7 separate regions of the Mus musculus genome follow, and all the other regions are linked to region 3. The links are chromatin contacts, called in public HiChIP or PLAC-seq, Micro-C and promoter capture Hi-C maps. All regions are on one chromosome and are shown on one strand. Each heading gives the region's core, a stretch centred on a gene start, on an enhancer-like site or on the middle of the called end of the contact. The rest is flanking DNA. Distances are from core to core; before and after follow the strand shown. Region 1 holds the start of Mtmr11 (myotubularin related protein 11). Region 2 overlaps Adamtsl4 (ADAMTS-like 4). Region 3 holds the start of Anp32e (acidic (leucine-rich) nuclear phosphoprotein 32 family, member E). Region 4 holds the start of Ecm1 (extracellular matrix protein 1). Region 5 has its middle 6.4 kb from the start of Adamtsl4. Region 6 has its middle 16 kb from the start of Gm30044. Region 7 overlaps Otud7b (OTU domain containing 7B).

Evidence for each region. Promoter capture Hi-C pulls out the DNA fragments that hold promoters and counts their contacts. Hi-C and Micro-C count contacts between places; a contact is called where the count stands out from the background. HiChIP or PLAC-seq counts read pairs in DNA pulled down with a chosen protein or histone mark.
Region 1: a promoter capture Hi-C map of liver shows a contact between it and region 3, with 6 times the contacts expected there. The contact joins the promoter of Mtmr11 here to the promoter of Anp32e in region 3. A contact is called at or near these places in 6 of 39 promoter capture datasets (cranial neural crest, frontonasal cranial neural crest, liver and 3 more), 1 of 15 datasets of contacts at CTCF or cohesin (large pre-B cells), 3 of 484 Hi-C or Micro-C datasets (liver, nephron progenitors and uterus), 12 of 115 datasets of contacts at active chromatin or transcription factors (the SCID.adh cell line, astrocytes, craniofacial prominence and 9 more) and 5 of 9 other capture datasets (adipose tissue, embryonic stem cells, liver and 2 more).
Region 2: a Micro-C map of embryonic stem cells shows a contact between it and region 3, with 2.5 times the contacts expected there. The contact joins the enhancer-like site here to the promoter of Anp32e in region 3. A contact is called at or near these places in 2 of 39 promoter capture datasets (the HPC-7 cell line and liver), 2 of 484 Hi-C or Micro-C datasets (B cells and embryonic stem cells), 2 of 115 datasets of contacts at active chromatin or transcription factors (effector CD8 T cells and extraembryonic endoderm stem cells) and 1 of 9 other capture datasets (liver).
Region 4: a promoter capture Hi-C map of liver shows a contact between it and region 3, with 2.8 times the contacts expected there. The contact joins the promoter of Ecm1 here to the promoter of Anp32e in region 3. A contact is called at or near these places in 1 of 39 promoter capture datasets (liver), 1 of 115 datasets of contacts at active chromatin or transcription factors (pancreatic cancer cells) and 2 of 9 other capture datasets (adipose tissue and liver).
Region 5: a contact with region 3 is called in a FOXA1 HiChIP or PLAC-seq map of pancreatic cancer cells. The contact joins the enhancer-like site here to the promoter of Anp32e in region 3. A contact is called at or near these places in 2 of 39 promoter capture datasets (the HPC-7 cell line and liver), 2 of 115 datasets of contacts at active chromatin or transcription factors (extraembryonic endoderm stem cells and pancreatic cancer cells) and 1 of 9 other capture datasets (liver).
Region 6: a contact with region 3 is called in an HNF4G HiChIP or PLAC-seq map of pancreatic cancer cells. The contact joins the enhancer-like site here to the promoter of Anp32e in region 3. A contact is called at or near these places in 1 of 484 Hi-C or Micro-C datasets (rod photoreceptor), 7 of 115 datasets of contacts at active chromatin or transcription factors (bone marrow-derived macrophages, embryonic forebrain, embryonic stem cells and 4 more) and 1 of 9 other capture datasets (pancreatic islet).
Region 7: an H3K4me3 HiChIP or PLAC-seq map of bone marrow-derived macrophages shows a contact between it and region 3, with 2.8 times the contacts expected there. The contact joins the enhancer-like site here to the promoter of Anp32e in region 3. A contact is called at or near these places in 2 of 15 datasets of contacts at CTCF or cohesin (the NIH/3T3 cell line and large pre-B cells), 3 of 484 Hi-C or Micro-C datasets (bone marrow-derived macrophages, liver and nephron progenitors), 5 of 115 datasets of contacts at active chromatin or transcription factors (bone marrow-derived macrophages, embryonic forebrain, embryonic stem cells and 1 more) and 3 of 9 other capture datasets (adipose tissue, embryonic stem cells and liver).

Annotation. Positions count from the first base shown.
Region 1 is chr3:96,160,540-96,163,239 of GRCm38.p6, forward strand. Mtmr11 (myotubularin related protein 11) reads left to right here and starts at 1,431. Exons shown (of 17, transcript NM_181409.3): 1 at 1,431-1,719; 2 at 2,090-2,180; 3 at 2,553-2,674. The coding sequence starts at 1,654. It overlaps Otud7b (OTU domain containing 7B), which reads left to right. Exons shown (of 12, transcript NM_001025614.1): 12 at 1-590.
Region 2 is chr3:95,674,221-95,676,974 of GRCm38.p6, forward strand. Adamtsl4 (ADAMTS-like 4) reads right to left here. Exons shown (of 18, transcript NM_144899.3): 18 at 1,981-2,749. The coding sequence ends at 2,613. It overlaps Gm52627 (a long non-coding RNA gene), which reads left to right. Exons shown (of 2, transcript XR_003954671.1): 2 at 1-2,022. Among named protein-coding and RNA genes, the nearest start is that of Gm52627, 3.4 kb to the left of the region's middle. Within about 2 kb of position 1,406, at least 274 of the 459 cell types and tissues checked have an H3K27ac peak or open chromatin away from gene starts, as enhancers often do. A contact at or near this core is called in B cells, the HPC-7 cell line, embryonic stem cells and 2 more, where this site is marked.
Region 3 is chr3:95,927,733-95,930,686 of GRCm38.p6, forward strand. Anp32e (acidic (leucine-rich) nuclear phosphoprotein 32 family, member E) reads left to right here and starts at 1,525. Exons shown (of 7, transcript NM_023210.4): 1 at 1,525-1,918. The coding sequence starts at 1,865. Gm46815 (a long non-coding RNA gene) reads right to left here and starts at 1,293. Exons shown (of 3, transcript XR_001783926.1): 1 at 1,008-1,293.
Region 4 is chr3:95,738,239-95,740,938 of GRCm38.p6, forward strand. Ecm1 (extracellular matrix protein 1) reads right to left here and starts at 1,331. Exons shown (of 11, transcript NM_007899.3): 1 at 1,135-1,331; 2 at 1-63. The coding sequence starts at 1,204. Tars2 (threonyl-tRNA synthetase 2, mitochondrial (putative)) reads right to left here. Exons shown (of 18, transcript NM_027931.3): 18 at 1,736-2,081. The coding sequence ends at 1,933.
Region 5 is chr3:95,692,849-95,695,686 of GRCm38.p6, forward strand. No RefSeq gene overlaps it. Among named protein-coding and RNA genes, the nearest start is that of Adamtsl4, 6.4 kb to the left of the region's middle. Within about 2 kb of position 1,258, at least 89 of the 459 cell types and tissues checked have an H3K27ac peak or open chromatin away from gene starts, as enhancers often do. A contact at or near this core is called in the HPC-7 cell line, extraembryonic endoderm stem cells, liver and 1 more, where this site is marked.
Region 6 is chr3:96,086,690-96,089,608 of GRCm38.p6, forward strand. No RefSeq gene overlaps it. Among named protein-coding and RNA genes, the nearest start is that of Gm30044, 16 kb to the right of the region's middle. Within about 2 kb of position 1,287, at least 55 of the 459 cell types and tissues checked have an H3K27ac peak or open chromatin away from gene starts, as enhancers often do. A contact at or near this core is called in pancreatic cancer cells, where this site is marked.
Region 7 is chr3:96,133,670-96,136,590 of GRCm38.p6, forward strand. Otud7b (OTU domain containing 7B) reads left to right here. Exons shown (of 12, transcript NM_001025614.1): 2 at 2,805-2,921. The coding sequence starts at 2,871. Among named protein-coding and RNA genes, the nearest start is that of Mtmr11, 27 kb to the right of the region's middle. Within about 2 kb of position 1,567, at least 25 of the 459 cell types and tissues checked have an H3K27ac peak or open chromatin away from gene starts, as enhancers often do. A contact at or near this core is called in the NIH/3T3 cell line and bone marrow-derived macrophages, where this site is marked.

The sequences.
Region 1 (2,700 bases), core at 181-2,680, 230 kb after region 3:
AGCTCCTTGCCTCTCTATCCCCTTTCCATCCAGTGGACATCTATCTGCATTTGTGCTGCAGGTGGTGAGAGTCTTCCTGTTAACCTAATCCTCAACTGCAGCCCCTTTGTGCTTCTGGTTAGGCGATGATCACATCACTTCTCTCCGTCCTGACCATTCCCTCTATATTCTGCTGTTCCCATACCTCAAGATATTAAAGAACAGAATGAGGCTTTCGGAGGAAAGTGGTGGGGAGAAGAAAAGTAGGTCATGGGATTTTGGCACACCTGTTCCTAAGCTGTTCCTTACTACATACTTTATTCCAGAAGCATTGAGGTGTGTGGTGGGGTGGTGGTGACCAGCAGTCTTTAGGACTTCTACAATCAGGCGTCTAGACCAGCTTGCTAGCAAGTACATACCTGTTTGTTCCAGTCTCTGCTCATGCTAGTTCACTATTTCCACAGTTGCAGCCAACAAAGAGAACTTTGGAAGCTGAGGCTGGAAGGATGTGTGCTGTGGGGAAGGGAGTGTTGAATGTCACGGCCCCCACCTAAGGATTGCTGCCTCTGTACAGACTCAAAAACAATAAAACAGCAGCTCATTAACACCTATTTTGTATTTCATTTCCTGTCTTCTCCGTGTTGAAACATGCTGCCCTCAAGCTGCCCTCCTTAGCATCTCTGTTCAGTGCCCTACAGCCCCATCTTTGCTTTTTAAATTCAGCAGGGAAGGAGGGGGAAATGTGATCCTGGAGCTGAAAAGAGTTTTCCAGTCCTTAGCTTTCAAAGTCCAGAACATGAATCATTCATTAGGAGATCTGGTGACTGGGTTGGAGGGGCGGAGTCATGTACCTGGGGCTGGGCTTTCCATAGGAATAGGTGGCTGCGGGAGTGGGGAGGTGCGCTCGCCGGGCGCAAAGGCTGGTTTAGATATACCACGATCTTTTTCTGGGTTTTCTAGCTCCCGCCCCACTGCCGAGATTTGCACACCAAAATACCTGTGCTGTGTCTGCATCCCAGACACACCAATTTCCGTCCACTCCATTCTGCCCCTGGGCCTGTCACGCTCTCCAGAAAAGGACACAAGGTTCAGTTCCCTTTATGTCCCCTTCTCAACCCGTTAGGTTGTCAGAGGAGGCTGAAAATGAACAAAATCACAAAACCCATGAATAAACGAAACCAAAATAACTGAGTTTCCTAGTGTTTCATCTCTCATTGAAAAAGTATAGAGAGCTAGCCCAAAATGTTTTCATTTAACTACTGCTCCCCTCGTCACACCCACTAATATTCACGAACAGAAAGAGACTAAAATGTGGATGTGGGTTAAGGGAATCTGGGTATCCCCAGTTCCCCCATTCCTCCCATCTTTCTTAAGCTCCTCCATTTCCTTTCTACTTTGAAAAAAAAAATTGCGTATTCTCCTTTAAGGGGCTGGGCATCTTGCCTGTTCTCTTAGAGTCACCGAAGTTTCCAAAGAGCCTCCCCTGTCTGGGCAGGACACACCTTTCAAATAAGACCCCTGGAACTGTGCTCCTGGTATCCGAAATGCCGCTACCGCTGCGTCCTCCCCAGCCTCTTTCTCCCCACCTCTAGGATTTAGCCTCTCCCCAAAAAGAGCCAGCATCTTTGAGGACTCCCACCCTTAGCTGCTCTACTCCCGGATGGAGCCAGGGAAATGTGGTGGGGGGGCCGGGGCCAGAGTTTCAACATTGCCCCCCAGAAGGAGGAGCCAGAGATGGGGGTAAGGAAAAGGAATGGGAGGGTAGCTAACAAGAGAGTGTGAATGGGATGCTGTGGAAATTAAAGGGGAAGGAAAGGATTCAGAGGAGGAGGGTGTATCTGTTTTATCAACTGTTATGGAGCTCGTCTGCCTTTTTCAGTCTCGAGTTGTCTCATTATCCATTAACCAGCCCCTCCTTGTCTTGTCTGCCAGCCGCAGTCAGTGATCTCAATTTCCCTGAGAGGAGAGGAGAGCAGAGCAGAGAAGGGGGGGGGGGGGGGGGGGAAGAACCCGAACAAATGAACTCAATGCGGGTCTCCAAAGGCAGCTACTGGAGAAATCCCAGATTCTGAGTTTAGGGGGTCCCAGATTAACTCTCTCCCCTGCTCAGCTCTCTGGACCGAAGTCTAACCCAGGGAACAGGATGCCGGAGCCCAGCAGTCATCAGCTTGGCAGCTGCCTGGCCTCTGGTTGTCTCCCAGGTAATAAAATGACCTCTCTAGATTCCTTTAAAAGTCTTCCTACCCCATCCTTTTTTGTTTTCACCAAAGATACTCCCTATTCCTTTCCTCGAAGTGTTTCTGAGACTCATTCTCCTGCCTCCTTCCTCAGAGCTTGTGGAAGGCCTGGACATTGTTCATTCTGCTTTCTCACCCCGGCTACCACTTTTCTTATTAACTATCCAAAGACCAGTGAGTGTATATGTGCCACGTTCTATGCAGGGTTTTAGAAGTTAAAAAAAAAAGTCTATTCTTTTCCTTCAATTTTACATCTAAGGATAGACGAGTAGCCACATAGAAGTGTGGGGCAGCATTGGGGATAGTTAGACCTTTGCTTCTCTTTCTCCCTTTTAGGGGAGCATATCCTAGCATGGGCACCAGGACGAAGGAAAGGGCCAGGACTAGACCTGCCTGGAACTCTGATCTGCACTAACTTTAGGGTAACCTTCCAGCCTTGTGGATGGCAGCGAAAGCAGGTGAGGTGATTAGTGTAATAGAAAAG
Region 2 (2,754 bases), core at 156-2,655, 250 kb before region 3:
AGGCGAGAAGCTCTGGGGATCAGAAAAAGAAAGGAGGTGTTGGGGGGAACCCTTGAGGGCTATGGCTGCATTCTCCACCTGTGATTGGCTCTCAAGCCCAGACCAAAATCTAAACCTGCCCAGCAACAACCCTAAGAGGCCTCAAAAGGGAGGGGAAGTCAGCTGAGCTGTGGCCTCCACCCCAGCCCTGTTTCCAGGAACTGATGGGCGGGCTGGGAGGGCAGCCACCCCTCCCTTGCTCGGGGACTCTGTGTTCACTGCCTGCATCTGGAAGCTGACTCCTGGGCCCCATTTCTCTGGTCCCTACATCTTTGCCTGTCCTTCCAGGGTCACCTAAGAAGGAAGCACACCTGACCCTCTTCAGAGGCAGGGCATTCTTGTAGCCTCCTTGTGGAACCCCTGTCCTGGGCCAAAGTCAGGTTTTTTTCATGGTGTATTTGGGGAAAGGGTCTCACAAGTATAGCCCAGGCTAGCCTTGTGATCTTCCTGCCTCAGCCTCCCACGTGCTGGGATCACCCATGGCTTTATTTTTTAATTAAAAAAAAAAAAAAGAAATAAAAAGGAACAGATATGACTGCTCCTAGGTATGACGAAGGAGAAAGTTTACAGTAGATCAGAAGAACAAAGCCAGAGGCAGCCACATCTGGGAGAGTTCAGAGTGATCCTGACCTTGTGAGGAGAGGGGGGAGGGGAAGGGAGCAGAAACCAGGTCCAGCTACCAGTAGGCCAAAGGTACAAAAGGGGCAGGTAGCCAGGACGGTTGCTTATAAAGGGAGGGGCAGTCCAGTCCCGTGGGCTGGGAGACAGGGTGTGCCAGTCATACCCTTGTAACAGCGACTGAGGGATGCTGGGAGAACCTGTTGACTGTCAGGTCCACTTTGATATATTAAGCAGGCGCCTCAGCCGTTTGTCCGGGGTTAATTTTCCTTCCCCTCCTTTGTCACCCACTCAGTCCCCTTACACTGTGCTTGCTGTCATCTTCCTGCTCAGCCACATCCAGCGGGAGGACAGCCTAAGTCCCAAGGCAGGGAGCTTTGTACCCTTCTAATGTAGCAAAGGGTTTGCTACAGTGGAACAACTTTATTCTTAGGGGAACTTGGTATCCAAGGAGTGTAGCTGTGTTCAGAAAATAGTAGTAAAACTGTCTGCAGGCTTTTACTAATGGCCATACTCAGCCTGTCTGAAGAGGCACAGACAGAACAAGGCTGCCTCCAGCGGGGCATCGGCAGCAAGAAAGTCAGGCCTCAGAACCAACTGTAGGGGCCAGGGAAGAGGACCCTGGAGAAGGCTGTCCACTCCACCTTTAACAAGTTATTTACTTTGAAAGAAACACACAGGGAGAGGGAAGTGGTGGGGGAGGGAGGAGGCCTGGTGAGACATCTCTGTGGAATGTGTCTCTGGCAGGACATCTGGTCCTGCCTTGGCCCCTCCTCCCTCCTCCTGCAGTCACAGAGTCATGCGGGCCAAGCTCCTATGATTTTGCTGAGCAAAGAGAGGGGGCAAAGTTACCACCCCATGCACCCATGGAAAGCAGTAAGCAGGCATCTAGCAGGGAAGTGGGTAAAAGAGGAGGAGACAGGGCCAGAGCGAGAGAACCTGAAAAGCAACATGCATGCCCCACGCTCGTGCGCACACAAGCCAGCTTAGCCCTGCATTGAAAAGTTCTGCTGGATTCCTAGAGACAACAGGAAGAGCCTACCCAAAAGCCCACCACAGGCTCTCTGCTGGGATCCAAGCACCCATTACTGCTCCTAAACTGGGAAAAGTAGCGGCCTCTAGTGGCCAGTAAGCCATCTGCAGATCTGTAGTGGGACAGAATCTTAGGCCCTTGATCCAGACTGCCCCAGGTTTGAAGCTCACTCCACAGCCCATGAGGACCACATCTTCCTCCCATCCCTAAATGCCGCTCCTCTTCCCACACCACATCTGGCCTCACATTGCTCGGATGGTGGGGTCCCCATGAACATAACGAAGAGCATGTTTATGTCAAAACCAACTTTAATAAAAAATAAATTACTTCTGGGGTGGGCATCATTTTCAGTGTGAAGTGGCGACTGGGGCTAGGATGTCTTATGCTGACGTTTCTCTTTTTCACCCTCGACACAAGTGGTCCCTGCCCTGGAGAGGTGTGGTCCTTCCCCAGTAAGGTAGGGTAGCAGTGGCTGATCCCTGCCCCTGCTAATGAGGGAGGTAGGAATACAGAGACTAGATAAGGCAGGGATGGGAACAACAGGGTAATTTAGAAGATGTGGAGACGAGGATTGGGGCACAGACCTGGAACTTCTGGGGGACACACACTATGTAGCTCAGATTAGTGTGGAAATATAACCTTGCTCTCTCCCCCTTTCTCCCCAGCCCAGAAAAGCATGAGGGATACAGGCACCGCCCACTTCCTATTCTTTCTCAAGCTGCTTTTGTGGAAGTGATAAACATACACAGGACAGACCCCCAGGCAGGTCAGGTACACTTCTTGAGCTATCACACTGTAGGTCTCTCACCCTGGAGGATCCCTCTGGCAAGGCTGAGACCAGGTGAAAAGCCAGAGGGTACAGAGCGGGCTAGTCAGTGGGTGGCACAAGAAAACCACGAAGGCAGGGTCTCTGGGACCCGTTTCAAGCCGGTTCCAGCTGGGACTGCTCCAGGACATGGGCACAAGAGCGGCAGCAGGTAGTTGTGTAGTAGGGGTAGACGCAGAGCCGGGCCTGTACCACCAGGGGGCAGTGTGGAGAGCTGTCCTTGCATTGGTCATCTGAG
Region 3 (2,954 bases), core at 275-2,774:
CAGACTGAGTTCTAGGACAGCCAGGGCTACATGAAGATACCCTGTTTTGTACTTTTCATCTCCCACCAAAAAAAAGATAAAAATAATATTTTGAAGGGAGAAAGGATTTGTTTTAGTTCACAGATCTTGGTATAGTTTATCACAGAAGGAATTGCAACACATGGCAACTAAGAAGCAGAGAAAAAGGAATCTAAAAGAAATAATTACATAGTTTCTGTTGTTATTGTTATTTTGTGACAGAGGCTGGCCTTGGATTTACTTAGTAGATGACTGTGGATCTGCCCCTCTCTCCCTTCTGAGGGCTATGATTAAAGGAATGTTGGATCTTTCAGGAACATTAAACAGAAAAAAAAAGTTTTGGTTTTGTTTTTAATTTACTTATTTTGTTTTTGCATATCCGTGTGTTTTGCCTGCACGTACGCACACACAATGCATCTGTGCCTGTGGCCTGTGGAGTCCGGAGGATGCCTCTGAATTTCCTGGCATTGTAGTTATGGGTGATTATGAGCCACTATATGGGTGCTAGAAATCGAACCAGGGTGGAACCTCTGCTAGAGGTCATTGCCTCTCCATCCCCTCACACTTAAAAGAACATTTTAAGTAGATTCCTGTAGGAAAGGAGAGGCCTTGCTGGACAGTTTCTGATAATTGTGTTTCTTTAGGCCTGTGTTATTTTTCCTCTAAGGTGTCAATTTTGTTTGTTTGTTTTTCTGTCTTTTGGAAACAGTCTCTCCCCACCCCACCCCCCTTTCTGTGTAATCCTGGAACTCGCTCTGTAGACCAGGTTGGCCTCGAATTCAGAGATCTGCCTGACTCTGCCTTCCAGTGCTGGGATTAAAGGCGTGTGCCACCGCGGCTGGCTCTAATATTCCAACTTTTTAGCAGTGACAAATGACCTCAGTATCAACTCCTCCTGGACAGTTTTATTTAAAGGCTTCTGACTCAACGTGCTAAACTCAACTCTGCTTTCAGAGCCGTTCCCCCCTTTATGTTGGAAGTTAAAATACCTTCTTTATCACGCTCTGGTTCTACAAGCAGTTCGGGACGGGGAGGTGTCACCAACACGCTGTTCGCGCTCGCGCCCCTGCTTACACTTTAGCCGCAGAGCAGAAGGCTTGTGCTTTAAGACCACCGAAAGCTCTGGGTGCAGTGTGTTGCATGACCCACTTACAACTTGGGGATGCCAACGACGCCTTTTCCCTTCCTTTTAACCCTGAAGCCAGAAAAACCCCAAACAAACAAAAACAAACCCAACAGACACCCAAACCGTCCTACTACCAAGGGGAAAGCGCGCCAATCACACAAAGAAAAGGAGGGGGGCGACTGGGATTCAAAATCATTTCTCCGGGACGTACATCCTCCCGAACCTATCGGAATTAACTGCGCGCCTAGTCAGAGCCAATAGACACTGAGTTTCTGGTCCAGGTCCCCCCTAAAGACAAATGGACAACCCTCTAGCCCAATGGAGTCGTGTGACGCTAAGGACTCGACCAATCCCGTTGGGAGGTGGGTGGAGTGTAGGCTAGGGGGGGTTGGCGGTGCCGTGTCATGGAGGCTCAGTCTCGCAGCAGCCATTGAAGGGGAAGGAACTGCGGGCGCGCGCGTGTCTCTCTCCCTCACTCTCTCTGTGTGAAAGTGTGTGCGTGCCCGAGTGTGCGCGCGCGGGTGTGTGGACTCGGAGGTGGGGGCAGCCGAGTTAGTCCCAAGTCGTCGGACTCCATTTGCTATTCTTTTCTTTCTCTCCCACACCCGTGTGGTAGTGGGCGTTCGTCTTTGCGTCTCTTTTCATTCATCTCCAGACCTTTAGAGGTTTTTTTAGGGTTGGGGATAGTGGGGAGGGCAGGCGAGGGGAAAGGAGGAGGACATGGAGATGAAGAAGAAGATTAACATGGAGTTGAAGAACAGAGCCCCGGAGGAGGTGAGATGACTCAGCCCCCATAGTCCCCTCCCGCCCTGGATCGTGAGGGGTGGGCTTCGGGGGTCCGGGTGGGTGCGCAGGGCGGGCTGGGAAGCGCGCCCCCACTTGGGGTGGAGGCGGGGTGTTTATTTTAAGTTTTAAATCACCAGGCTCTTGTGCTTAAAATGGCGAAGGGCTTAAGTTTCTAGGGGCATTTTCGTGAGCGCGCGGGGGCTCAGCCCCATGGCGTCCTCGCAGACTGGTGGCCCGGCATCGCGGGCGCGGGCGGCGTGGGCGCGACCCCCGGGTCCTCGCCACCTGCGAAGTTGGTGTAACTTTCCCGCGGCGCCGCCACTCGGCCGGCCGCGGCCCCGGGTGTGGGACTCGCGCCGATCTGTGCCCCACGCTCCCTCCGACCGTGCCCGCTCGCGGGCAGCACGCGCCGCGGCCGGGGCCGCAGCGGAATCCCGGGACCCGACGGCGCGGGCCGCGATCCGCGTGGCGCGCGGACTTTTACGCAAGCTGGAGGCTTGTGCGAGCCTCGCTGCGCTCAGTGCGGTCGTAGGGAAGAGTCCCGAGTCTTGAAGGGGGCCCGGGAGGCGTCGCCCCGACTCCCCGCCGTCGGATTCCCTAGCGGTTTACGCCAGGTCCGCGGGTCTGGAGATTGGCCGCGGCGGGCGGGGACCAGGCTCGCTGATTCGCGGCCGCGGCGTGAAATCGAGGGACAAGGGGTCCGCGCCGCCGTGGTCCCTTGACGCCCGCTCAAAGGCGGGCATCTGCCGGGCCTCCACAGTTATCATGCAGAGCCAACGGTCCCTGAGCCCTGCTGATTTTCGTGGTTCCTTTGCGGGTTTTGGTGACTGGAGGCGAGAGAGAGGTGGTGGAAACATTGTTGCTGTGAGGGTTATCTCTGGGAGCAATGGAAGTTTTCTAGAGCTTCTTAGAAGATTCTAGAAAAACTCAAAAGTTGAAAGCTGTCAGCAGGACGTGGTGAGTGATATCTGTAATTCTGTATATCTGTAAATCTGTACTTCTCATATCAAGAAATTCCCAGCCC
Region 4 (2,700 bases), core at 81-2,580, 190 kb before region 3:
CTTCATGGAGGTGCTGGAAGAGGCGCTCTGGCGTCATCTCTCGCTGGTCTGAAGCCTTGAAGGCTAGAGGAAGGAAAGACAAAAGTCAGGCAGTTTTGAGGCGTCCTTTCCTGGTCCTGGACAGAGGATGGGGAGGCTGTGGAGGCCGAGACTGTGGAAAGCCCGCTGTGGGGGAGCCACCTGTCACACACCTCCCCTCTGAGTGGCTGGGTTCTGAGTTGGGGTCTAAAAGAATGTGGCTGGGAATGGAGGTCTGATTTCCTGTCAGTATCTCCCTTGGATGGGGCTTGTGGCTGCCGTCCCCTCCAATGCGCTGATGTTCCAGGATCCACCTCTCTTCAAACTTCTTCCTATAGGCCTTTAAAAATACTTTTGGCCTTTGGGTGGGACGGTTAGCCAAATGTTTAAGTGCCTTCCCCTTCAATCTCAGCTTATTTTAGGTTTCTTAAACAAGAAAAATATTATTTGTGTATGTGTGGAGGGGGCCAGTGTGTCACCGTGGTGATGTGTATAGGTCAGAGGACAACTTGTGGGAGTCATTTCTCCCCTTCCATGTGGGTTACTGGGACGGAATACAGGTCACCAGGCTGGCAAAGCACCTTCACATCTGGAGCTGAACCGAAGGCACAAACCTAGGAACCAGGACAGCAGCGAGGTGGAGCTGTCTCAGACACGGCTATCTATAGAAGGATCTAAGTCTCTGTCCTGTCCAGAGTTGGTATTTCCTTTTGTTCAGACTTCAAAGCAGTGCGTGTGTGTAATAGGGGGTGAATGTGGGTGAACTCTAACTCGTCCTCTGACCAGAGTGAGCCAGTCTAGGCTCCCTGGCTCGGTAGGCTGAGTTTTAGCAGCCCGAGGGCTTCTTTTCCTCCTCACCTGCCTCCTCGTCCCTCCTCACGTGTTCTGACAGGAGGATCCTCACCCTGTAAACTCACCTGTCTTGTGTCTATTTGACTCTAATTTTTGTGTTTCTTAGCAACTACCTCTAGCTATTCTGCTCCTGTTCCAGCCTCCATGGTTAAAGGTTCAGCCCCACTTCACAGTGACATGTTCATATAAAGGAAGCCAATCACCCAACTGCTGAGCTCTTTGGAGCCAGACTCTTAAGCAACTGCTGACCCCACCCCGACTCACCTCCCTCAGAGGCAGCAGAAGCAAGAGCCAAGCAGGCCAAGATCAAGGCTGCTCTGGATACGGTCCCCATCCTGGGGCAAGAACTGGTCACTGGTCACCCAGAAGCTGGTTGTCACAGGCAGATCTAGACTTGAAGGGGTTGGGCCACTTGCTGCAAGCCTGCTCCCCTGGCTGTTGCTACTGCCGTTGTGAACTTCAAGGCCTGCTGTCTGTCTCTCTTTATATGCTATCTCCCGCCCCCCTGTTTCCTGCCATGACTCAGTCCCTGCTGCTCCTCCTCTTACAGCCACTCCTCCCAGACTCCTGGAGCCTCCTTAGCCTGGGAAGAATGGAGGTGATGGAAGGGAGCACTCCTGGATCCCCTCCAAACTGATGCAGAGGATCATGGAGCAAGTTGTCATCTGGACCCTTAATTTGTGCCTCAGTTTCCCATCTGCATACTGTCCTTTATAAAGAATGGATCTGACACTCTCCTGAGTGGGAGTGGGAGGAGAATGGCTGCCTGAGGCAGTGCCCTTGCTGGTCAGAGGCCTCAGTATCCCTTTGCCTCAGGTCTGGGAAAGAGGGAGTAAAGCATTCGGACTCAGATGAAGGCACAGCCTTGGCTTCAAGTATATTTTTATTCTCCTTCTATCCAGTCAGTACAGCATTCCTTTCTGTGGGGAGCCCCCACACCATGTCTATTTTCAGAGAGCAGTTCTGAGGCCTCGGGGACATGCGGGGCTGCCAGCTGGGTTACTGTCCCGTGGAAAGGGACGGACGGCTCTCATGAGTCTGTACATCACCAATGGACATGACTCAGAACACTTCTTCTGCATTGGGGACCCTGGCGTTCTGTAACTCCAGCAGTCTCTGCACGGACTCGGCCAGGTCTCGCTCCCCGAGCTGCCGGTTATCTCGCGTGCGTACGTTCACTGTCCTTTGACTCTGCTCTCTCTGGCCAACCACTGCAGGAAGAGGAAAGATTTGCAAACCCAAGCAAAAGTCACCCTATGGGTTGTTTCCTTTTGCTTTGCAGAAACTTCAAACTCCTGAATCTTTAGGAAAGGTAGGAGCAGAGCCTAGCCGTGGCTGAAGCCCATGCTTAGCTCGCCTGCCCTGCTGCTGACTGTCCACTCTGATGAGATAAGGAAGTGGGCCGGGCTTTACTCCCCTCTCCCTGCAGGTCAGGAGCCCAGGGCTGGGAGATACAGAGTCAGTTAGACAGAGACAAACATGGAGAGCTACACAAAAAGAAAAACTGTATGTGTGTGACCTGGGGGGAGGGGTACGGTACAGGAAGGGGAAACAGCAGGGCGGGGCTTGCTCTCAGTGCTGCCAAGGCAACGGGCATGCGTGATGCCCCAGTCAGGCGGTCTGGCTAGGAGTTTCTGCTTCTTGCTTCCAGAGGCCCAAGAGTCAGGAGCAACTTCCTTCCCTAAGACCTTTCTTGTCCCCTAGAGCTGCCTCCACCCACACAACAATAAACAAGGCAATTAATTAATGCCTTTATTGGTTTTGGTGCTGGGACCTAACTCATTGGAGGCCAGTGCTCCACCACAGAGCACTACAGCTTCTGGTTCACTG
Region 5 (2,838 bases), core at 8-2,507, 240 kb before region 3:
TATTTACTCTGCCTGAGACCGTAGTGAGGGTTTGTACACATGTCACTCTGTCTTGTGGCTCTGTGCAGTGATGACAGTTACTCTATTTATAGGTATGCAAACAGAAACAGTCCTAACGTGGAGTGTGATGGCCTGCCCATGCCTGTAACTCTGATGAACTGCATCCCTGGAGCTCGGGTTTGGGAACTCCCTGAAGCACTTGAGTAGGGACCAGTTTGCCACCCATCCCCAGCCTTTTCTTCCTCTTATTCAAGATTTACATGTTTTCGCTGGGCAGTGGTGGGCTCACACCTTTAATCCCAGCACTTGGGAGGCAGAGGCAGGTGGATTTCTGAGTTTGAGGCCAGCCTGGTCTACAGAGTGAGTTCCAGGACAGCCAGGGCTATACAGAGAAACCCTGCCTGGAAGAACCAAAAAAAGAAAAAAAAAAGATTTACTTGTTTTCACTTTATGCGTGTGGGTGTTTTGTCTGCATGTCTGTCTAGGCTCGATGTGCATCCCTGGCATCTGTGGCACCAGAGGATGGTGACAGATCCCTTGAGAATGAGCTCCTGCCATGAGGCTGCCGGGAACCAAACTAGGGTTCTCTGCCTGAGCAGTCAGTGCCCCTAACTGATGGGCCATCTCCTCAGTCCTGCTCCTCAGTTTTCTAGGCAGGCCCTGTTATCTCTGTCTATGTTTGTCCTAGGCCTCAAATTTGCTATGGAGACAAGAATGACCCTAAACCCCAAATGTCCTTGCCTCTACCTCCTCAGTGACAGGTGTGGGGCTCCTGTCAGCATTGTTAACGATATATCTTGTGTCCAAGCAAACCTTTTGAGAAGTTCCGATAACTTTACTCAGTCACTTCTTTCCTGCACAGAGTATCTGTAATCCTAGCACTGACAGAGGCAAGAGGATTGAGGGTCCAAACCTGCCCTAGTGACGCAGTGGGTTTAAGTCTGTTTGGGTGTTGCATTAGTCATCATATCAAAGTGAACTATCTTATGTTATCCTTTCTCAAGGAAGGAAGTGCTGGTGCCAATACCAGTATATACAGTTAGAACCCCGGAAGGAATTTGAAACTGTCTGCCTCCGGTGTGTGGACATGGCAACCATTTCCTGAAACTCTGTCCTTTGTCTTTTCCCCTCTCAGAGTCATGGTTTGTTCATCTCTGTTCTTCCACAGGCAATGTTCCATTCACAACTGTGACACGCCTGGCTGGTCGCTAGCCCTGGTTTCCTGGTCCTGTCACATTGTCACACTCATCAATGATGCCCTTTTGACCTGTAAGCTTTGGTTTGACTCAGCTCACTTCCTCACTGTTCCCAAGGGAACCACCACCTCCCGTTGTTCTCTTCCCAGGTTCCTGGATGGGAGACCCTCTACTGTGTGTACTCTGAGTCTATCCGTCTTACCTGGCACACAGTAGGTATTTATTGTAAGGGTGTGGGGTGAGCCCATAAGCAAGAAGTGATAAGTATTTCCTAAACAACTCTGGCCACATTCCAGCACTTTCTGGCTGCTGTCTCATGCCATCGTGGGTGAGCTGGTTCTTGGGCATTGAGACAATGAAGGGACAGGACATGATGTATTGGGTAAGATGAAGACTGAAGTGTGGATGGGTAACCTGGACTCCCAGCTGCTTTGTGAAGTCCAAACTTAGTCAAAAGCTTCAAAGACAGAGTCCTTCCTGATTTTATCTATATTTTCATCTACTAGTGTCTTCCAGCCAGGCCCCGACGTCCTCATGCTGAGTATATTTGCTTGCTGACTGGGTTCTCGGAACAGGAAGTACATACTTAGGGTATTGGATAGACTGACCACACATGACCTTGACCCGAATTAGGGTTACATAATCCTCACTACTATGGCAATTATGTTAAGTGTGTTTGTATGCTTATAAATCTCCCTACATTTTTTTTTTTTTTTGGCTTGGGAAACAAGGTCACTAACTAGAGCTTCTAGATCAGGCTTCTAGAATGTTCTCAGCTGATTGGGAAGGTTTCCCAGATGTCTTTGGTGTTGTCGTGACATAACCATTTTACAGAATTTTGAAAATGTATTGTGTGTATGAGTGTTTTGTCTGCATGGGGATGTACCTGGTACCCATGGAGTTCAGAATAGGAATCCCTTGGCAGTGGAGTTGGCCACCACATGTCAGTGTTGGGAACAGGCCCAGGTCCTCTGCAAGAGGAGCAAGTGTTTTCAACTTCTGGACCATCTCTCCTGCGCCCATTTTACACATTTGATCAAATGGTATCGCTATGATGAAGTAGGGACTAAGTAGCTAGGACTCCTCCTCCTGACACAAGCCACCATGGAGCCCTGTCCCTAAGGGTCTTAATGAACAAAGTAGCCCACACACATTAGGGTTGTGTGGCTGCAAAGCCCACTGTAGTACTCACGACTGTTGCTGTTGCTGAGTGGTCAGTGGGCCTGGAGACAGTGCACGAGAGGGAGCTTTGCCTTCTGTGAGGGCTGTGCTCTTCAGCACTTTACACTTCGGCTTTCTCCTCTATGAAGTCTGGACTATTAACAGAATCCAGTGTATCTATTCATAGGTTGTCATAAAAACTAAAAGAGAAAGCATGTGTGTGAAAGCTGTAGTCACCTACAAAAATAGCACAATGTTATTGTTAATGATGCTATAAGAGCAAGACTATTTCTAGCTGATGTGCCACTTAAAGTTCCCCGTCTTGACACCTGTGGTGCTCAGCTGTGGGTGCCTTTACTGCTGACAGCATGTTCATATACGCTCGGGCTGGGTGACCGTGATGAGCAGTAACACCCAAGCTTCTGTACTCGGGATACTAGGATTGTGTGTGGCTGCCTGGGTGAAACCTGCCTTCTATTCT
Region 6 (2,919 bases), core at 37-2,536, 160 kb after region 3:
CAGGGGGTGGTTGTGAGCTTTGCACTTTGCAAACTACGGCGCTTAGACGGCCGAGGAACCACGCAAAGGGCTGAGGCCTGAGAACTTTGAGTGGGGCTTGGAGACAGGAAAACGGAAGGGCCAGAGCCGAGTGACGTGGACTCTGGACGCTGGAGGCTAGGGTTGGAAACAGGCAGCTACAATGAAGCTGAATCAGAACACCATGCTAGTGGGCAAGAAGGTGGTCCTGGTACCCTACACCTCCGAGCACGTGCCCAGGTACCACGAGCGGATGAAGTCAGAAGAATTGCAGCATCTGACAGCCTCAGAGCAGATGACCCTACAGCAGGAGTATGAGATGCAGTGTAGCTGGTGTGAAGATGAAGACAGTGAGGAGGCCCCCACCCCAGGCAGCCTCCACCCTCCCTTTCTCTCACTCCTCAGCTGCTGCCCCTCCGGGGGCATCACTAAGCTATGATGGTGACAAGTTTGGAGGTTGCTCATACTTGAACTGCTTAGTGAAGTGATCCCCACGGCTGACTCCTTTTTCCTGGGCTTGGAGGGATTTAGAGAAAATAAAACAATTTGATTTCTAAAAAAAAAAAAAAGAAAGAAAAAAAAAAAAAAAAAAAAGAAAGAAAAGTTGAAGTAGAGAGGGAGAGCTGTTTATCTAATATTCGAAAGTGGAGGGGTGGGTGGGGAGGTAGAGTCTCATCAGCCCTGACTGCCCTGAAGTCTTCAGTGTATACCAACATGACTCATGATGACTCTGACTTCTGGGATCCCAGGCCTGGCCACGCCCAGATGATCCTATATTCTTTACTTCCTGTCAAGTCTTACAGCTCAGAGATCAATTAATGAGACAGTTCCTACCTTCATACAGTTTATACTCTAAAATTGAGACAGAGAAATAAGTATGACTTAGCCCAGAAAAGAAAAAGAACTCTCAGGGTCAGTTTACAACCTGATGAAAACAGAATTCTCAAACTGCACAAAATAGCACCCAAAAAGATTATTACAGGCCATCCTTTCTTATGAATGAAAGCACAAAGTCTTAAATATCAGGAATTCAGTGAGTGACTTATTGTGACCAGATTGTAGAAATGGTTTACTATCAATCTTAGAAAGTCTCTAAGTAAAATTCACTATACCCTTTAGATAGTAGAGGAGTTAAGATACATGCTATCTCAAAAGAAAAATTAGAAAAGATTTGAATCTGGCTGTGATGGACCATGACTGTAATCCCAGAACTGAGGAGGTAATGTGGGTGGAGGAGGGCGATCGTCCCTGCAAGCATCATGGCCAGCAGGGACATGGCCAGCAGGGACACTGACTGCATGAGGCATGAGCAAGAAGGAAAGTCCGCTCAGTATGACTTAGTCATCTGGTGTTGGCTCAAACTTCTGGAGTCTGACACTGGGCGGTTTTTTTTAGACATCTTTAAGTACAGTACAATTTTGGAAAACAGTTTTCTGGTAATAATTATTCCTTCCCATGTGCATACTAAAGCTTAAAGGGTGAATATCTTGAAACTCTTTTGCAAAGTACATGTGGCCTCTAACCATGCAGATGGGTTCTACAGTTTAAGGGCCTAGGATTTAGTGTGGTCTCTAACCAAGATAGTGTAGAAGTCTCCAGGCTATAAAGTACATGTGACATCTCCCCCAAGGATGGGTCCTATTGGCCAAGAAGCAAAACTAAAGATAAATGTCTAGGGAGGAAGAGTCTGGGATAAACATTCTGGGAGATTGGGGTGGGGCCTGGCCCTACACAAAGGTCACCAGGTCATTAACAACATCCACTCTCAGCCTTCCGAGTGGAAACCAGGTACATATCTCCTCCATTGAGGAGACAACCCTGTGTGAGTGAAGTTCTTGGTTTTTCCAATGCGTATCTGTGAGCGCCTGTGCCTTTTACAGGTGAGAGCAGGAAACTCTAGATCAGGCATTCAGGATAATAATTATGACTACTACTACTAATAATATCCATTTAGTGGCAAGTTGAAGGCCAGGCAACCTAAGAACCTGTCTCCAAAAAAATCCACAATCCACAGGCACGGTGGCACATGCCTTGATCCCCACGCTCAGGAGGCAATGTGACAGTGTAAGAAGTGTACACATGAGAAACAAACATGTCTATTTGAAAATGACATAATGCACTACATGAAAAGGAACACAGATGAGCAAGGAATCAAAGCCCATCAGAGAAGACTGACATACCAAGGAGATAAAAATATTTGTAACATTTTAAATATTTATATGTATGTATGTATGTATGTATGTATGCATCCATAATGTTTGGATCAAATCTATTCCCTTTTCCTGCCTGTTCAGTTCCTCTCCTATCTGCTACCACTTTTCCCTTCCACCTTCATGTTCTCTCTCTCTCTCTCTGTTTCCCTCTTTCTCTCCCTCTCTCTCACTAAGTATATTTAGTGTGCCTGAATGTGCATGAATTTGGGACCAACATTTTTATTATTACATTGCATTGATATATTGATTGTGCGTGCGTGCGTGTGTGTGTGTGTGTGTGTGTGTGCTTTCGGGTATTCAAAAGGCCGCTTTTAGGAGTCAGTCAGTCAGTCCTCCTTTCCTATCATATAGGTCCTGAAGATTGAACTCAGGTTATTGGGTTCGCTGGGCTGTAGTTACCCCTGAGCCATTTTGCCTGCCCCAAACTGTTTTGCTATCCAGCAACTGCCACAAGCAGGGAGTCACTCTTTGCTTTAGGTGACCCCATTTCAACCAGACTGAAGAAGATCTGGAAACTTCAAGGTCACATAATCTATGGCCAGGGCAGCCTGGGTGAATACTGGATGCTTCCAGGAGGCTGGGTAATGCTGGTTGCGCGCTCTACCAGAGGATCAACTTCAACAACTACTACCCAGGTCACTTTAGGAAAGTTGGTATGAGGCATTACCACTTAACTGGTAACCTGACT
Region 7 (2,921 bases), core at 317-2,816, 210 kb after region 3:
GTAAGATCCCGGATGCCATGACACTGATGGTTTTTGTTTGCTTCTCCCTCAGGAGCCTCTCTCGATCTGGCTGGAAATTGTTTGCATGCCTGTGGCTCAGTCTCCTTCGTTCCACGGAGCGCTGTGTGTGCTGTTTCGTCTTTCCCACGTCCTTTCAGAAAGCTGTTAGAGTAGCTTACAGTGGCTTGACTGTCTGTCTGTCTGTTTGTTTGTTTGAGGCAGGGTGTCATAGTTCTATCTGCCCTCGAACTCATTACATAGACCAAGCTGGCCTCGAACTCACAGGGAATTACCTGCCTGCCTCTGCTTTCAGAATTCTAGTATTAAAGACCTGAGCCACCACACAAGTTTACCTTATTTTATTTTTTAAGAGTAAAGATTTAAGTTCATTTTGGAGTTAGTCTCTTAATTTTGGACTATTTATGTTTGTTACTTGGATAGTGCCCATGTCCTGTGACAAAGTGGTGAATACAGTGGGCTTTGGAGAGAATTCTCATTTGCATTAGATGAAAAGCCTTTCATTCACCTGTGAATTCTGAAAGCATTTAATTTTTTTTTTTTTTGGACAGGGTCTTTCTTTGTAGCTTTGAATTCTCAATCCTCTCGCCTCTGCCTCTTGAGTGCTGATGTTAGAAATGTGTAATACTTGCCTGCCTTGAAATTCAATACTTTTTATTGTTGTTGTTGTTGAAACACTTTATTCAGAGGCTTGGGGGAAAGTTGTAGAAGTCCATGTTGTCTGCTGTCCTGCCCAGGGCAGACCTTAGAGATCTCCCTGTCACTAAGAGCTTGAAACTCAATTCTTAGGCACAAGTTGCAAGGGGGCTGGGTCACTTCATAGAAAGCTTGGCCAGAAGCTCTTCATGTAGTTCTGGATTAGTGTGAGATTAACAGCAGGGGCTGTTTACCTTAGGCTGGATTGCTGGCTTGGTGCTTAGGATAGTGAAACAGATGCAAATTAGACATTTGTTTATAATGAATTTAGTCACTAGGTATTTATAACTGCCTATTATATTGTAGATACCTTGCTCAGTGTTGGACTAGGGATATGAATAAATCATGCTCTGTACCCATTGGTTTCTTGTATTATTAGAGCACTATAAGAAATAGTGATTTCTCTTTTAAAAAAAAAAATCCAAAGAACTACCACCAACAAAACAATTCAGTTATCAGGTTAGAGACTTATAATTTTTACAACCCACAAAAATTTGCTATTTGCCTTACTAGTTCTAAAAATGTAGAAAAATGGAATCAGATCATACTACAAAAAAGTTGTATTAAGGGATAGAAGAGGAGTGAAGAAAAAAATCCTTGGAGGTCATGCTTAGGCTTTAGGTTTTCGGAGGAATGTATTGTCTGAGTCATCTGTTGTTTTCAACAATTCTGGTTTTGTCTTTTCCAAAAAGATGATTAGTGGGTGCAATGAGACAGTTGGATACCTGGGCACTTTATGAACGAGCCCCTTCTACAGAGCACCGTAAGACTAATGAGTGTGGTCAGAGGTGGATCTCCACCCTATTTTTGCTTTCTCAGCTGGGACTATTAACCTCAGAGGAATGTTGACATGGTGCCAGGCTGTCAGGTCAGGGACATAGTTTCTGCTAAAGTCAAGTCTGAAAGAGGGATCTTTTCTCAGGTAAACTGGCACTCGTTTGTCCTGGGAGACAACTCTTTCTGATTGTGTTTCCTGAGTTCTGCAGTTAGTGACTGTTGGGATGAGCCTCTGGGATCTCCACTCAGAGTGTGGAATAGTTTGTTATTTTGAGAAGTTTCAGCATTCAGTTTACTCTTCCTGTTTTCTCAACTAGCATGAGAATATTAGTCAGCCTTGAAGTCATCTGCTGTATAGTGTTATTTTGTTTAATAAGTATCTACTAAGGGCCAGTGTGCCTTGTACTGTGTCAAGTAGTTCATCCTGAGGATAGATCAGTAAAGAAGACATGCAACTTCCTATTTCCAAAAATTTGACATGAAAATCAAAGGCTAGGGCTGGTGAGATGGCTCAGTGGGTAAGAGCACCTGACTGCTCTTCCGAAGGTCCAGAGTTCAAATCCCAGCAACCACATGGTGGCTCACAACCATCCGTAACGAGATCTGACTCCCTCTTCTGGTGTGTCTGAAGACAGCTACAGTGTACTTACATATAATAAATAAATAAATCTTTAAAAAAAAAAAAAAAAGAAAAAGAAAATCAAAGGCTAGGCAAAGAGTGATTAAAGTACGTTCAGAAGAAAGCCAGAGCATGGTGGCACATACCTGTAATATCAGCATTCACAAGGCTGAGACAGGATGATTGCTACAGGTTTGAGGTTAGCCTGAGCTACATACGAAGCATTGTCTACAAAACCAAAAACCCTTAATAATCAATATGTTTCAGGAGGGACATGAGCATGGCGCCATTTAGGAAATATTGTAGGTCAGAGAGCTTTCTAGGGCAGCAGATTGCTGCCTTCTCCCTTTAGACTGGAGGGGCAGACATGGCACTAGGGTGGGTATAGAGCACTTCCTAGTATATGCAATCCCTGGGCTACATCCTCAGTGCCTTTCTCCTTAAAAATCAAACCAAAACAATGAAAAAAGCAGAAGCAAAGCTTTGTTGAGTAGTTTGTAGTTACTGTAGGTATTAAAATATTGTTAACAAGGAAATGAAATGTGATTCTTCATGAAAAAATTTATTTTTTGTTTGAAAATTCAGTTGGAATGAAGGAACCAGAACAGTTAGCATGTGTTAAGAGACTGTTGAAATCGGGCTGTGATGATGCTGTTCTGGTTAGGTGAGCCTTGTGCATGCATCTCCTTTTCAGGTCAGAGCCTGGATTTGGATCTATGTTCTGCTCACATCCTGCTGCCTGAGAGTACCTGATGATCCCATGACCCTGGACATGGATGCTGTCCTGTCGGATTTTGTTCGTTCCACAGGT